2 separate regions of the Sus scrofa genome follow, and region 2 is linked to region 1. The links are chromatin contacts, called in public HiChIP or PLAC-seq maps. All regions are on one chromosome and are shown on one strand. Each heading gives the region's core, a stretch centred on a gene start, on an enhancer-like site or on the middle of the called end of the contact. The rest is flanking DNA. Distances are from core to core; before and after follow the strand shown.

Evidence for each region. HiChIP or PLAC-seq counts read pairs in DNA pulled down with a chosen protein or histone mark.
Region 2: an H3K27ac HiChIP or PLAC-seq map of alveolar macrophages shows a contact between it and region 1. The contact joins the promoter of SPRED1 here to the promoter of FAM98B in region 1. A contact is called at or near these places in 2 of 2 datasets of contacts at active chromatin or transcription factors (alveolar macrophages and skeletal muscle).

What each region holds. Positions count from the first base shown.
Region 1 is chr1:132,817,650-132,820,970 of Sscrofa11.1, reverse strand. It overlaps FAM98B (protein FAM98B), which reads left to right and starts at 1,680. Exons shown (of 8, transcript XM_005659764.3): 1 at 1,680-1,828. The coding sequence starts at 1,758.
Region 2 is chr1:133,014,658-133,018,057 of Sscrofa11.1, reverse strand. SPRED1 (sprouty-related, EVH1 domain-containing protein 1) reads left to right here and starts at 1,333. Exons shown (of 7, transcript XM_003121622.6): 1 at 1,333-2,507. The coding sequence starts at 2,476. It overlaps LOC106506784 (basic salivary proline-rich protein 2-like), which reads right to left and starts at 2,447. Exons shown (of 3, transcript XR_002345566.1): 1 at 1,466-2,447.

The sequences.
Region 1 (3,321 bases), core at 431-2,930:
TTGAGGTTGGTTATTAAGCAAGTAAACATTTAGGGTTGTTACAGCATCTTGTTGTCTTGACACTTTTGTCAGTATGAAATGGCCCTGTTAATATCTCCTAATTAGTAAGAAAGCACTTTTTTGTTTTGGGCTGCACTTGGGGCCTATGGAAGTTCACAGGCTAGGGGTCAAATCAGAGCTACAGCCTATGTTGCAGCCACAGCAATGGTGGGATCTGAGCCATGGCTGCAACCTACATCACAGCTTACTGTAATGCCAGATCCCTGGCTCATGGGAACGAGGCCAGGAATTGAACCCGCATCCTCATGGATTCCAGTTGGATTCGTTTCTGCTGTGCCATGAAGGGAATTCCCAGAAAGAAAGTACTTTCTGTAACTTCAGCTCTTTGAAGTGGGCAATAACCACTCAGAATATGCATTCGCTGTCTGGTTTAGAAATGAATTCAAATATGTTAAGCTGCAAATCATTTTTTTTTTTGGTCTTTTGTCTTTTTAGGGTTGCACCCGCGGCATATGGAGGTTCCCAGACTAGGGGTCTAATCAGAGCTGTTGCTGCCTGCCTACGCCACAGCAACATGGATCCTTAACCCACCAGGAACTCCAACGCTGCAAATCATTTTATACTTGAGTCTAGAGTAATGGTAGAGGAGTCATTATTGAAATCTATTAAAATTTATGGGTAAACTTTCCCGAGGGGATTTTTACAAATTTATTGGTAATCTTTTTATTTGTAACAGTGATTAGGGAGATGAGGCTTTACTGACTTCAGTGGATTAGGGCCAGGCATTTTATGTATTCTGTAAGTCATAGGACAGTCTTTTACAAAGACTAATAATTACTGTGTTTTGCACAATTTTTTTTCTTTTATGGCAGCTCTGCCCCATGGCATATGGAATTCCTGGCCAGGGATCAAATCCAAGCTGCAGCTGCCACTTAAGCTACAGCTGCAGCAACACACTGTGCCGGGTGGGATGTTTTCCACAACTTTGAATAGCTTTTCTGGATATTCATATGGGTGATGTAATGTGCTGATTCCCTTTTACCTATGAACCTAACTTTTTTTTTTCTGTGTCTCTTAGATAGAGACTGAATTCTCCATAAATTATACACAGAGGGAATACTGTGTTTTCTTTGGAGATTCATGGAGAGTTAGTCACAATTTTGGAAAAGCATATCATTTACTCTATTCTCTATTTTTGTTTTTTGTATAACTGACATTTTGTCAGCAGTAAACACATTGTAGGTATGTTGAAGAGGATTCCAGATAGATGCAAACATCTGATCACTTCATCTTCTACATTTCATAATGAAACAGTTATAAATTTCCTTCTCTGTTTTCTTCAAAGTTGGAGCATTGTTGTGTATATTGACTTAAAATTTGGGGGGTAGGTACATGATTTTATGTACAATTTTAGCTCAAGATTATATTTCATTTTAGGATTTTTGTTCTAAACAGAGAGGTCTGCGATTTGGCAGGTTGACAAGTTGAGTGGAATCACGATGTATACTAAGATCCAACACAAACAAGCCTTCTTATTACTACTATTTATTGTTATTTTTTATTTTTAAAAGTTAGTATTGTTAGCTAAAGTGATTTTGATTCCAAGGGCCCATCGCCTCAGGGCGGGGAACATTTCCGCCCCAGGTTAGAGGCACTCCTTAGCAGTCCAGGTTGAGACCCCACCCGGAACCTTGGTGCCGTGACGCTAGTTTCCGGCGGGCTCCTTAGAGTGTGGAACAGCTTTGGGGCAAAGGACCATGAGAGGGCCGGAGCCGGGTCCCGAACCCACAATGGAGGGGGACGTGTTGGACACACTAGAGGCGCTGGGGTAAGTAGTCCTGGGACCGATTTTTCCCCCCCGAAAACGTAAGCTCTCCCTCCGCTAGGCTGCTGCAGTCTCCTCCCTGTGGGCCTCCGCCAGGCTCCCGCCGCTCGGCGCAGGCCTCTTTCCCCGCCTCGCTGCCTCCGGCGCCGACGGAGTTAAGAGGGAGGCGGGAGAGAAATCCGTTTGAGGGGTGGAGCAGGGCTGGAGAGAGCTGGGGAGCGTGGCCCCCTCTTCCAAACTCCTTCCGAGCTCTGCACTGGGGCCCGCAGAGAAGGCGTGGAGCGGCCTGCCTGGCAGCACTCCTTTGGGGAAGCGTGTCCCTGCCCTGCGGGTCATATTTTTGTTGACGTGGTTGTTGTGCCCAGGGCGGGGGGTGAGGTGGGCACTGGGGACCAGGGTGCAGCTGCCGACTATTGTCTCCTGTGTCTTATAACCTGTGGCTTACTTAGGGCGCCAGAGACAATTTCTCCTGCTTCCTTGACTTAAGAAAGGGTTTTAGTTCAGTGTAAGTCTATTCCTTCAACCGTTTCTCGTTAATGCATATTTATGTGCTAGGCAGAGGAAAAAGTTTTCATATTACTAGTAGTTTACTTAGTCCTGGGGACTACAAAGAGCCTGCTGGTGTTTGCAATTCAGAATAGTACGTGCTATGAGAGTTCCTGGAATGATGTTAATACTTTCAGGTCTGGGGATCAATATATGCAACTTAGGCTCTCCCTCAACATCGGTCTTATTCTTCTCCACAGCCCTTGTCCCTATCCCAAATTATCTTGTCCTGCACATTTGTTTATTGTCTCTTGAACATCCATCCCCACCCTCCAACCCCTAAAAGTCAGCTCCAGAACAAATGCTTTACCTGTCCTCTGCCCAACAACATTCTGCAACTGTTGTGTAGTGCAATAAATAGTGGTTTGGTGAATGGGTAAATGAATGAAAAAGAAGAGTTCAAAATAGAGAGTGCACAGAGGTGAGTACTCTCAACTATATGGCTGAGAGTGAAAAAACACATTAATTAAAGAAATTGGCGCCATCTGCACAATTGTGTGCCCTGCCACATCCTGGGGTTTCTTGAATAGAATAGGCTGTCCTTTGCGGTGTTGTCCTGGAGCTCCAACTACCCCTCCTCCCTCCTTTATTTTTCTTAAAACTGTACTTACTCGTCTATCAACTGCTTCTTGTGGACCCTGACAATATCCACTTAGCAGTGACTTACTGTTACTGAGCCTCTCACTTAGTAAGTCCTGACTAATGAAAGAACAGAACCTGTAATTAATTATTTAGGGGCCATTTTTACTTGTGTGAAATCTCTTGGAAATTTTTACTTAACTTGGTTACTAGTAACCAAAACAAGAAGTTCAAATACTCACTCAGTTTGTGGTATACACCAGACAAAAACAGTTTTTTACAAGCTCCAAACATGATTTTGATGCACAGATGTTAAAATCAGACTGTTAGAACTGAGACTTCTGAAATCATCTGTTCCACCCTGTTCCTTT
Region 2 (3,400 bases), core at 84-2,583, 200 kb before region 1:
AGAGTTATATAAAACCTCAGAAATCAACGGGAGGGTCTTTGGGCAGACTGATTCAACTCCTTTATTTATTCCTCTAGGATTGACTAAGCACCTACAATGTCCAAAATACTATATAAAGGCTTGGTCCAGACTCTCTGGAACAGCAGTCCTGAAACTTCCTGGAGATGGATGGCAAACGAGTGCTGACTTATTCGGCAGTCTCCCACTTTTTCTTTCTCAGGAATTGTTCTATTCCTCAAGGTGGCAGGAGCAGCAACCTTCGTCCTCGGGTCGCACAAACCCAAGGAGAGAAAAAAAGCACTGCACACAGAGCCATACTGATACCTAGGGAGATGCGTCAGAAACTTGGGACTCAGTCCACCAGGCCTGATCCAGTACAGGCTGCCTTTCTAGGTAGGTAAGAGATAATAGCACTTGCAGAGCCAGGAGCTGAGTCCTCTGGTCCGGCAGACCCTTAAACTCTGGCCCAAACCCCAGTAGGTTTCTGTGCAAAAACCTTTTGAGCTGAATGCATACATTGTCCTCTAACATTGCAAACGTGACAGCTGCCTATTGAATAATTGTTCCGCCTCGGTTTAGAGCAGTTCGTGCGTGCCACAGAGGCATCTTCTGCGCTATAGTTATGCAACCTCACTCGCAGCGGGAGTTATTTCCTGTGCTTCTGGCTGCGCCAGATTCATATAACACGCCTACCCAGGGCTTCAATGGAAGTCGTTCTCCATTAACAACCACGCTAGCTTTTTGAGATGAATGCCCCGCACAGAATACCCCTTGCTCAGTAAGAATCCAAGGTATTTAAACTCTTTCTCCCTCTCTAACACACACACACACACACACACTCCTTCAGTGCATGCAGCTAGGAGACTGCAGCAGTGCAACCAGAGGGACAGCAGGAGGAGCTCTCTTTGTACATGTAGTCCCTTCCCTCCAACCCCCACCAACTAAAGATGAACTCATGCCAGTTCCATTCTTTGCTCTGCAAGGAAAACACACACACACACACACACACACACACACACACACACACACACACACACAGCTGAACAGAGGAGCCTCCATTGCCTCCTTGAGCACGCTGTCATCCTAGCCTCTAGGTTCAAACAACCCGGATATTCCAAAGCGAGTTAAGGGGAGTACCGCGCCGCCACAATGCAACCTCCGGAGCTGCTCCCGGTGCAGCTCCCACCCCCGCCTCCTTCCGCGGCGTGCCAAGAGTTTGGAGCGCGCGCACGCACACGAGCACCGTGCCTGCGTATCCCTCCGCCTCCCTCCTCCTCTCCCCGCTCTGTGGCTCGACAACGATTTGGGAAATGAAGGGAGGAGGGAACTACTTTCCTGAAACTTGCTATGCTGCACACGACTTCGAGTTGCGGTGATTCGTCCTGAGGTCGCAGCTTTTAGCCCTCCTACCCACTACACCCTCACAGCCCGGTCACCCCGCTCGGCCACCCCGCCCCATACCCACTCTGGTTCTCCGGGAAGCTGGCGGTGCGGGGAAATCGCCAGGGACTACTTCGTCTCCTTCTCCCGCGGGCGCCCCCGGTTCGGGCAGCGGCGGCGGCGGAAGGAGCGGGCGGCGTGAGCGCTTCCGCCGCCCCCCTCGCGGCTCCCCTCTGGCGGGCGTGAGGAGCTGACCCGCCGAGCTGCTGCTGGGCGCAGGCTGCTGGGGGACCCGCGGCCGCTCCCTCGCTCTCCCGACGCTTCTCGTGACCCTGCCCCTGGGGCGCGTCGCTCTTCTCCGGCCCGGCTGGGGGCGGTCGGTCCGCCTGCCCCTGCCTCACACGCGTCCCGCCGCCCCCTCCTCCCTCTTCTGGAACCGTCCCGGCCAGAGCGTGTCTGGAGGAATCCGCCGCCCTGAGGCCCCTCGCCCGCTTCTGCTCGTCCGGAAGGACCGGCCCGGTCGCCGCCGGGGACTGAGGGCAGCCGACCGCGAGGCGGGAGATGGTGGGGTGGGCTTCCGCAGGACCGCGCTGCCGCCGCCCGGGTCTGGGCTCGGCACCCCCCCGCCGGCCCCCACCGAGCGGAGCCCTGCTTCCTCCTCGCCGCATCCTTGAGGGAAGCGCCGCCTCTGCTCCTGGGTTCTCCGCCCGCCCGCTCCTTCCTGGCCGGACCCCGCCGCGCTCCACCCCAGTGGCCGGAGGAGCAGCTCTCCAGTCTGCCTTTGCAGCCCCCCTGCCTTTTTTCTTCTCCTCCCACCCTCCCTGGCTTCCTCGGATCTCTTGGCTGGGCGCTGAGGCGGGCGAAGAGGCTGGGGTCGCCACGGTGGAGGTTGTCGCCGCCACCCCCCTGCGGGGGTGGCCGGGGTTCCCGGCTGGGGGGGTACCGTTCCGGGTGAGACATCCACCATGGTGAGGCCCCTGAGCCGCTGCCCCCGCGCCCCCCCGGCCGCCGCTGCCTCTTGCCCCTCGGTGCTGCTGCTGCTCCTGCGTCTGCTGTTGCTCCTCCATCTCCAGATCGGATCACGGTGAGGGAAAGATGAGCGAGGAGACGGCGACTTCTGACAACGAGTAAGCACCTTACTGATCTTGATTACTTACCACCCCTCCCATAGCCCCCTTCCTTGGCACTCCCCCAGACCCCTCAGAGACTTAGGTGCTTGCAACCCTGGAGAGTTCGGTGCATCTTGCTGTGGAGAAAACATTTGTTTTTTTAGCCATTTTATTTAATGGCTGCACCCCACCCCCTCACCCCCACCCCCAGCCTTTAGTTGCTTTCATCTGGGGGAAGGTATTTAGTGTTGGGCTGGGATGGCAATTGTGCGCTCGGGAGATGGAGTGCTGTAGATGCATGGAGGCGGGGTAGAAATTACCCCAGTGCCTGGAAGACCTCTGGCCTGTCCTTTTTCACTTTAGCATGCCGGTCAGCATACCTTGAATATCCGTCCTGCCTCCTTTATAGCAGTTTCTTTCGGAAACTAACGTGTGGGAGCACCTCCTGCCGCAAACTGCTCTTGAATCTTAATTCGATGAGTCAGTGACTCTTAAATACCGATTAAGCCCCCCCCCCTTTTAAACTTGTGACCTGTAGGATTCTTGTAAAAAAATGGGGCGAGGGAAACATTTTAATAATTTAATAGCATTAAGGACACCTTGAGTGTGGGAGATGTTAAACTATACTGTTTTGCCTTGCGAATGCTGGACTTGTCTTTATCAGGAGCGTAGAAGGATTTTGAACGCTCAGCTATAAGGATTTTTATCTCTCTCAGCTGTATTTTGAAACACACCATTTACGTTGATTTAACAGTGTTTACATTGCTGACCTTTTTGATGACTTCATTCATTAACTTCTAGAGCATCCCGGCTTAAGTTCTTGTTTATTTGGGCTGTCCTTATGTTTTCCAAACGAAATACTGTGCCTTTAGAATATTTTGCTTTAACGTAACAGCTGCCTGGAGGAATAA